3 separate regions of the Sus scrofa genome follow, and regions 1 and 2 are each linked to region 3. The links are chromatin contacts, called in public HiChIP or PLAC-seq and promoter capture Hi-C maps. All regions are on one chromosome and are shown on one strand. The core of a region is the stretch at or near the end of the contact, and the rest is flanking DNA. Distances in the headings are between cores, read along the strand shown.

Region 1 (2,919 bases), core at 224-2,723, 340 kb after region 3:
CATGCAAAACCCAAAATGTCAGACTGTAGCAGCATTTCTCAATTGTCAGTGTAGGAAGCACCTGGGAACCTACTCTAATCTAATGCTATTCTTCTCACTTTTGTTATTGGTCAAAATTTCCAAACTAAGACCTGTTCTTTCTGCCATACAGACCTTTTGAATGTTGTAGTCAGACAAAGTACGTCCATCTTCCAGTTGCTTGCCAGCAAAGATCAGTCTTTGCTGGTCAGGAGGAATCCCTAATTAGATTAAAATAAATAAATAAAATTAAGTGATTGCAAATCAAGCATATCTGCTCAAGATTTACAATCCTGAATCAAATAAATGGTACTAATAGTCATCAGTGGTTTTTGCTACAGACAATGTCTAAAGTAAATGTTTAATTTTATCTTATTTAATCTTAATACGGGTTAACATGATCATTTTATAGCTGATAACAGATGTAAATTAACTAGTTCATCTAAACTCACACTTGTGAAGGTACTGCAGCTTAGCCCCATGCCAAAACATTTGTCTACTGTCTTAGTTCAAAAGCGTTTTTGTCAACCTGACCTCTTCCACCCCACCAAAAGCATTTATGTCTAATGGCCTGAGCCTCTACAGATGAGTTTTAAAATGATTATATTAATCCATATTGAGATTAGTTTTAAAAAATTACCTTCCTTATCCTGGATCTTAGCCTTTACATTTTCTATTGTATCCGAGGGTTCGACCTATAAGTTTTGAAATGCAAGTATATTAGTAACACAAAAGAAACTAAAATAAACGCTCAATTCAACTTGAAGCTTGCTCAGGTACGCAGCCTCTGGGGACTGAAGTCACCCACGCCTCTTGATTTCTCTACACTGGGCGGGCTCCCAGGCACGCACACTTCCTCCCCCAGCCCGGGCCACGGCGGTGGCAGCCGAGCCACACGTGCTCGCGCGGAGCTGCGGGGGACGCCTCCCTCCCGCCACGCCAACCCGGCTTCAGCTACCTGGCCGGGACGAGGTGACAGGCTCGGACCTTTTACCGAAAACCTGCCCTAAGCCCTTGCTCAGCAGTAACAACGCTCACTTCAAAGCCAGGTTTCAGAGGGCAGGCTCGGAAACGTACTGCAAAGCAGAATACAGCGCGAGTGCCGAAATCCGCCTCAAGCCCCCCTCCTTCAGGCCGTGCCTTCTGCCTCTGCCTCGCACGTACCTCGAGAGTGATGGTCTTGCCCGTCAGCGTCTTCACGAATATCTGCATCTTGGCGGCGGTTCCACCTGAGCGTGAGGAAAAGAAGAAAATGAGTGAGATTTGGGTACAAAGAAGGGCTACAGCGGGCCCCGGGGCGGAGAAAGACCTAGAGCACACACTCACCACAGATGGCGGATCCGAAAGGAAGGGCGCTCCGACGGTCCAAGGCTTTCCCGACGTCCCCCAAGGCCCCGCCTCCTAGGCGTCCATGCAATGCCTGAGCGCTGTCGTAGCGGCTGTCCAACCACATGCCAGACCAAGTCGTGACCTAGCTTCTCTTTTCTAGCCTGGCTTACTTTTTATTTTAACCTCCAGAGTGCTCTCTAAGTAGTAGACTTAAACAACTCAAAAATTGTTTTTAAAAAGCTTTCTCCCTCTAGTTGACGTGGCCAAGAGGGTCTTTCAAAGGGGGTGGGGTTGAGGGGGGGGCCTCACGAGGGAAAGGGAGGAAGTAGAAGTCTTTTCTGGGAACTGTAGTTTTCCAACGCTTTCTCTTTTTTTTAGGACTTCTTGTCCCGAGATGCAGTTCCACACGCCCGGGTTTCCTGGTTACTATACCTAGTTACAGCCTAGCGCTGGAGTTGGGGTTTGCTGAAGGTGGTTAAGGTTAGGTGGGAGCAAGGGTGAAGCGCAGTAATGGTTTCGGGGAAAGTGTAAATGGCTTGGAAATGGTTAGGAGGAAAAGTTAGGAGGCTGGAAAAGGGTGGAGGAACCAAAGTGTTGTTCATCCCCTTACATAAGCGGTGAGGGGCGGAGGATCAGCCATCTACCACCGAACGCTTCCCGGTTCTTCAAGGGAAGGGCATTCCTGTGGCCAACTCCAGGCAAGCTGAATAGGTGATGCTCCTAAAACCTTGGGTCGGTCTTTTTCTCGGCCTATAGCCCCTCCCCACCTTCAACCCCCTAGGCTCCCCTAGTCTGAGAAGGTTCTGTCTAGTGTGTCACTTCGAGGTGTGCAATGGCTTAATATGTTGAAAAACGTCAGAAGTTTTCAAATTTTCTAATGAAGCCATAGGGGAAAGAAACCTGCGGAATGGTTCTTTATTGTAGAGTTTCCAAGTTTAGACTTTGGAATTGTGGTGAAAATCCTAAGAGGAAATTTTTGAAGAATGTGGGGCGCTCTCCCGGCGAGGCGGGCGGGTTAGCACTTCCCCTGGCCTTTCTCCGCTGTACAAACCACAGAATCCTTATACACACCCCTCCTATTGTCTAATTACTTTATTTCTCTGTGCCCTCTCCTTTGCATCCCCATCCCCACGTTCAGGTCCTCCTTAATTTTTTTTTTTTAATGATTTTTACCTTTTCCATTATAGCTGGTTTACAGTGTTTTGTCAGTTTTCTACTGTACAGCAAGGTGGCCCAGTCACACATACACATATACATTCTTTTTTTCACATTTTCATGTTCCATCATAAGTGACTAGTAGGTCCTCCTTAATTTTCTCTGTTCCCAGTCTTTCTTTTCTAACCTACCTTCACTGTTGCCTCCAAAATATTCTAAAAAATAAAAAAATGATTATGTCATTATTTTAATTCACCTTCAAGATGAAATCCAAATTTCTTTTTCCTTTTTTTTTTTTTTTTTTTGCTTTTCAGGGTCACACATGTGACATATGGAAGTTCCCGAGCTAGGGGTTGAATTGGGGAGCTGGAGCTGCCTGCCTACACAACAGCGTCAACAGCTCAGGATCTGAGCTGC
Region 2 (2,700 bases), core at 156-2,655, 300 kb after region 3:
AGACTCCGATTTCTTGGCATTCCATTACATCCAGACCATGTGACAAACTCCCCTCTACTGATAACTGCAGAGGTGAGAGGGCAGGAACACCTGCCCAATATACAAAGTAAAAAAACAGGAAGAGTATGTGGACTATAAGGGAAGGGAAGGGAGTTCCCGTTGTGGCTCAGTGGACTAAGAATCCAACCGGTATCCATGAGGATGCCAGTTTGATCCCTGGACGAACTCTGTGGGTTAGGGATCCAGCATTGCTGTGAGCTGCAGCGTAGGTCGCAGACATGTTGGATGTGGCTGTGGCTGTGTTGTAATCCAGCAGCTGTAGTTTCAATTGGACCCTAGCCTGAGAAATATATGCCACAAATGTGGCCAGAGAAAGCCAAAATAAGGGAAAGGGAAGGGTCATGGAAAATGACACAGTTTTAATGTATTTCTATACCCTTTAAAAACCATCACCATATTTAGCTAATTATCATTTAGCTGTTACTCAAGCCTCCGGCAAAAACTTTTATGTCCCTACACTACTCAGGTTACATATTGGCTAGGTGAGATATTTGCAGAGTATCTGCCCATCAATACACTAAATTATGTTTAAAAATACCAAACTCTGGAGTTGCCGTTGTGGCGCAGCTGAAAGGAATCTGACTAGTATACATGAGGATGTAGGGTCAATCCCCGGCTTCGCTCAGTGGGTTGGAGTTCCCGGATTGGCAGGAGATGTGGTGTAGGTCCCAAACGTGGCTCGGATCCTGCCATTGCTGTGGCGTAGCTGGCAGCTCTAGCTCCCATTGGACTGGGAACTTCCATATGCCTATGGTGCAGCCCCAAAAACAAATGAATAAATAAAAATATCTTGGTGTCATGTATGCATGATGCCTGATACATCATAGCCACTGGAGAAGCAGTTTACTGCTGGGCAAATGTATCTACCCATAAAGTGGACACACTGACTAACATCCCACACCAGTTCCTAACGAGTTCCACACGAGTTCCTAATATGTTGCACTAGTTCTCCACAGAAAATCAAGTCACTCCAAGAGGAAAACATAACCTTTTTTACAATACGAGGCCCACGTGGACAGGCCTTTGATGTTGCATTCTGGTCCCTTGATGTAGTCTGGATCCCGGCAAATGCCTTAAAACGTACGTTTCTAAGGTACACTACCCCTGGGCCAACTAGCCTTAGCGACTTCGCGGGACAGACGCTGCAGCGGAGCCCACCCACTCCTGCAGCCGTCCCACCGAGAGCGCCTCACCTCCGGGTGCTCCACGATCTCTGTGCGGATGGCCAGGGCACTGAGCCGCTGCTCCAGCGCCGCGCGCAACTCTGAGCCTGACATGCTGCCTTCGTGGCAGTAGCTAGAGACCCGGAAGAGGAACTGGGCGTGGCCTTCCCCCACCCGGCGGGCTGCAGGCCGAGCGGAAGTGCCTGGAAGGACTCGGGTCGGTGCTGCCAGCCGAGAGCAGGCACCTTCCGGAGGCGGGGTTGCGGCGTTTTCGCTCTTTTCTGTGGCTTTGGCTTTTTCCTGGAAATCATCCAGGTCCGCAAGGACAGCCTTACCAAATCTGAAGGGTTCCTTACCGCGTGTCCCAGCAGAGGGAGGAGCCTGCATTCTCACAGCCCTCGATAATCTCGGTTTCCTACTTCCAGCATATCTTCCATTTAAACAGAATCACAGCCAGCTAACAATTCAGTTCAGTGAGTACTGGGCATGGATTGGACGCCATAGCAGGTTTATCAAGGCAGTTAGAGGCTCCTACCCCTTCCTCTGTCCTTGTAATGTATTTTCTGTGCCAGGTACTAGTTGAAGGATTCTGTCTTGAGAGGATGCAGCCTGTGTTATTGAAACTACCTGCAGTTTTGAGGTAGCTTAAACACGCACACCTCCTCCTCAAGGCCTCTTTATAAACCCTTAAGATTCTGCTGGGTGAGCGCCCAAGAAAGACCACCTATATAAATTCCCTTACTTACTAAAACTTCCACCCACCAACTTGTATTGCCCAGCCTCTTCCGTCTTTCTATGCCCTCCTAGGAGGAGTGGTGGTGGGAGGGGTGGGGGGGACGACCTTCACCAGGGAAACTCCCTGAGGTTGTGAATCTACAGACAAAAGAAGACAAAATCCCTAGCCTTTTTTTTTTTTTTTTTTTTTTTTGCCTCTCCCAAGGCATGTGGAATTTCCCAGGCTGGGAGTGAATTGGAGCTGTAGCTGACGGCCTATGCCACAGCCACAGCAACGCATGATCTGAACTGCATCTGTGACCCACACCATAGCTCAAGGCAACGCCCATCCTTAACCCTGAGAGAGGCCAGGGATCGAACCCTCATCCTCATGGATCCTAGTCAGGTTCCTAACAGCTGAGCCACCACAGAAACGCCTCCTCTCCTTTGAAATAATTAAATGTGACAGCCACAACTCACCTCTTTCAGAGACACTCTGCCTACCTCTTTGTGGGCTGCTACACTATCCTGCAAAACTGTCACTCCCTGCTTGAATGAGGCCTAAAATTCCACTAGAGTTTAATTTATGGATTTAGATTAAGCCTCATTGTTACCAATGCTCCAGAATCACACACCTGCCTCTCCCTTGAATGGAAACTCTTATCCAAGTTTCAGGAGGAAGTTGCAAAAAGAAAAATAAGTGCTTGTTAGAACTAACTAGGCGCAAGATGGCAGAAGATCTAATTCCAGTAGACCTTGGGCT
Region 3 (2,700 bases), core at 107-2,606:
GCTTCTGCGGCATATGGGAGGTTCCCAGGCTAGGGGTCTAATCGGAGCTGTAGCCACCTGCCTACGCCAGAGCCACAGCAACGCCGGGATCCCAGCCGCGTCTGCAACCTACACCACAGCTCAGGGCAACGCTGGCAACGCCAGATCCTTAACCCACTGAGCAAGGCCAGGGATTGAACCCGCAACCTCACGGTTCCTAGTCGGATTCGTTAACCACTGACCCACGACGGGAACTCCTCTTAGGTCCTCTTTAGATTAAAAAAAAAAAAAAAAAATCCTATACGAATCCTATGTATCCAGATTTTGAAATGAGTATTTTTTATCAGGCATCTGCTCTAAAACATTCTCACGTTTCAGTGCAATGCGGAAGGGTGTACACACAAGATCTAGTCAAAACATAAGCACGTTTCGACAAACCATGGATTAGGATGACTACAACTCCCAAGATGCGCTGCAGCAAAACGTGCATTTCGCCTGATTTTCACCTTTCAGACTAAAGAGCTGTAAAGAGCTAGCGGCAAGAACTGTCCTTAAAAAAACGAATAAAAGGAGTCTATCAAGAAAACAAGGATTGAAATAAATGACTGCTCAGTTCACCCGTATCCACCGTGCAATGTTTGAAAATTAATCTGTTGTTTGACAACTAATGTAAACGCCAAAAGAATTTCTTCCTCAGTGCAGAAGTCTTCCCGAGAGAGAATGCAAGAAATGCCAGGAAGAGAAACTCAAAAATATCAAAAACAATGCTTAGATAAGTTAGGCAGGTAGTTCCCGCCAGTTCCCTAAACTTATCTGAAGACTCATTTTCCGAGATTACAAATTAGGGAAGAACACCATATTTTCACAAAGCGGAAAGTATGCTTTCCAATGGCCAGCCACCAAAAGCATAACGGCAAAACGCCTGGGCAGGAAATAAGAAACTGTCACACCTTTGTACGATGTTACAATCTTCTGGACAAACACGAACACTTCCTGAGGAAATGCTTAACTATAACAGACTCCACTACGAATTGCAGTGGGTTTGGGGTCGCATTAGACATTTTAAATTCCTAAAGTCTTCACAGACAAGAGGTTTTAACTGTTTTTCTCCTACAGGCTGACAGGGTGAGCTTCCATTAAGGAGTGCGAGCACATTTTCTTCCCTTTGGCTCAGAGTAAGTCCTGTCCAAGGATGCGTACCTCCCAGATTTGCTCTGTTTTTTCCACAGAGCTTGGCTCTTCCACACGCCTGTCACAGACAGCAACCGCCGGAAGCCGCATCCACAACTCGGTTCTGGCGGTCTGCACAGAGAAGAGTCTCGCGGTACCAGCCGTGACTGGAGGCTCGCGAGAACCGCCCTCCCAGCCGAGATCACGCGCCAGTAGGCGGGGTCGAGAGAGGAGAAAGTCGCACTTAGGCCCTCCCACCTCAGCCCAGTACCCTGCATCGCGAGAAAACCGAGTACGGTCCAGCCCGGGAAGCGCATGCAGAAACCGAGGCGATGCATGTTGGACTTGTCGGCCGCCGTAGCCCCTGCTAGGACAGCCCGTGCGAGCTTGCTGGAGGAGGAAGAGAAAGGCAGAGAGAATCGGGTTACAAGATGGCGGATCTGTAGCAGTTACCGCGGCGGCGGCGGCGGCGGCGGCGGCGGCGGCGGTGGCTGCGGCGGGAGAGCTAGAGAGCTCTGGGGGTCAAAGGGCGGGGAGGGTGGGTGTGAGCGGGGGTGAAGTGAGAGGAAACCGGGACTCCAGGCGGAAAGGTCTCAGTGGCTCGTGTTGTCCTTTCCCGCGGCTGAACCTTGGGAGCCATGGTGAACTCAGGCCTCTCCGGAGCCGCCGCCGCCGCCGCTGCCGCCACCGCCGCTACCGTTTCTCAAGAGTGAGAGAGGCGGACTAGGTGAACGAGGAGGCGGCGGCTGGAGTAGTGGGGACAGCAGCCACCATGTCGGATACGAGGCGGCGAGTGAAGGTCTATACCCTGAACGAAGACCGGCAATGGGACGACCGAGGCACCGGGCACGTCTCCTCCACTTATGTGGAGGAGCTCAAGGGGATGTCGCTGCTGGTTCGGGCAGAGTCCGACGGTAAGGTTATTGGAACCGTAGGATAGGGGACAATGCCTCCGGTTTGGGCACAGCCCTGGCGTTTAGGCCCTGGGCCGGGTACTGTTACTACAACCACTTAGGACAGCGCATTGGTTTTGTGCGTGCACTTCAGTGCGTTGAAGGAAACAACTTTGTCTGGATTTACCCTCGGTCAGACGCCGATTCTCTGTTCCCCCGCCTACCATCCTTGTTAAACATTTGACCCGTTCTTCTCCAGTCTCGCCTCTTGAGCAGGGGAAAGTGTGAGAGAGAAGGGAGGAAGAGATGGAAGACTAGGTAGTGAATCTCCTTCGGGGGAGCTGACCGTCCCCGACTCCCGTTATTTTTTTATCCATTATATGCCTGGTACAAAAGGCTTAGTGAAACTTTACTTTCTGCGTGTTTTTTTTTTTTTTAACTCGTTTTACTAACGAGCTTCAGATGCCACAGTCGACAGGTGCTGGGGAAAAACAAGAGGCACCTTTTCCTGGGGTTATTGCAGGCTGTTGACAAGATACATGCACGCACAAGCACATACATCTTCAGTCTGGGATCCCTCCAGGCTACCTTTGTAGAGAGTGCTGTGAAAAAGTGGATACTTTACACCCTAAACAAGTTAGGACACCAGGCAGATTGT

What was found. Promoter capture Hi-C pulls out the DNA fragments that hold promoters and counts their contacts. HiChIP or PLAC-seq counts read pairs in DNA pulled down with a chosen protein or histone mark.
Region 1: a contact with region 3 is called in an H3K27ac HiChIP or PLAC-seq map of alveolar macrophages. The contact joins the promoter of CLHC1 here to the promoter of CCDC85A in region 3. A contact is called at or near these places in 1 of 5 promoter capture datasets (liver), 3 of 47 Hi-C or Micro-C datasets (heart right ventricle, mesenteric adipose tissue and skeletal muscle) and 1 of 2 datasets of contacts at active chromatin or transcription factors (alveolar macrophages).
Region 2: a contact with region 3 is called in a promoter capture Hi-C map of fetal liver, with 3 times the contacts expected there. The contact joins the promoter of LOC100514282 here to the promoter of CCDC85A in region 3. A contact is called at or near these places in 2 of 5 promoter capture datasets (fetal liver and liver), 4 of 47 Hi-C or Micro-C datasets (heart right ventricle, liver and skeletal muscle) and 2 of 2 datasets of contacts at active chromatin or transcription factors (alveolar macrophages and skeletal muscle).

What each region holds. Positions count from the first base shown.
Region 1 is chr3:85,990,834-85,993,752 of Sscrofa11.1, forward strand. It overlaps CLHC1 (clathrin heavy chain linker domain-containing protein 1), which reads left to right and starts at 1,474. Exons shown (of 10, transcript XM_021087534.1): 1 at 1,474-2,079. RPS27A (ubiquitin-40S ribosomal protein S27a) reads right to left here and starts at 1,424. Exons shown (of 6, transcript XM_003125136.5): 1 at 1,345-1,424; 2 at 1,183-1,247; 3 at 659-713; 4 at 154-239. The coding sequence starts at 1,230.
Region 2 is chr3:85,946,173-85,948,872 of Sscrofa11.1, forward strand. It overlaps LOC100514282 (prolyl-tRNA synthetase associated domain-containing protein 1), which reads right to left and starts at 1,406. Exons shown (of 2, transcript XM_003125134.6): 1 at 1,254-1,406. The coding sequence starts at 1,337. It overlaps CCDC88A (girdin), which reads left to right. Exons shown (of 39, transcript XR_002342714.1): 32 at 2,607-2,700. It overlaps MTIF2 (translation initiation factor IF-2, mitochondrial), which reads left to right and starts at 1,445. Exons shown (of 16, transcript XM_021087524.1): 1 at 1,445-1,696.
Region 3 is chr3:85,648,498-85,651,197 of Sscrofa11.1, forward strand. It overlaps CCDC85A (coiled-coil domain-containing protein 85A), which reads right to left and starts at 1,357. Exons shown (of 18, transcript XR_002342946.1): 1 at 1,180-1,357. It overlaps PPP4R3B (protein phosphatase 4 regulatory subunit 3B), which reads left to right and starts at 1,567. Exons shown (of 17, transcript NM_001244675.1): 1 at 1,567-1,601; 2 at 1,819-2,063. The coding sequence starts at 1,922.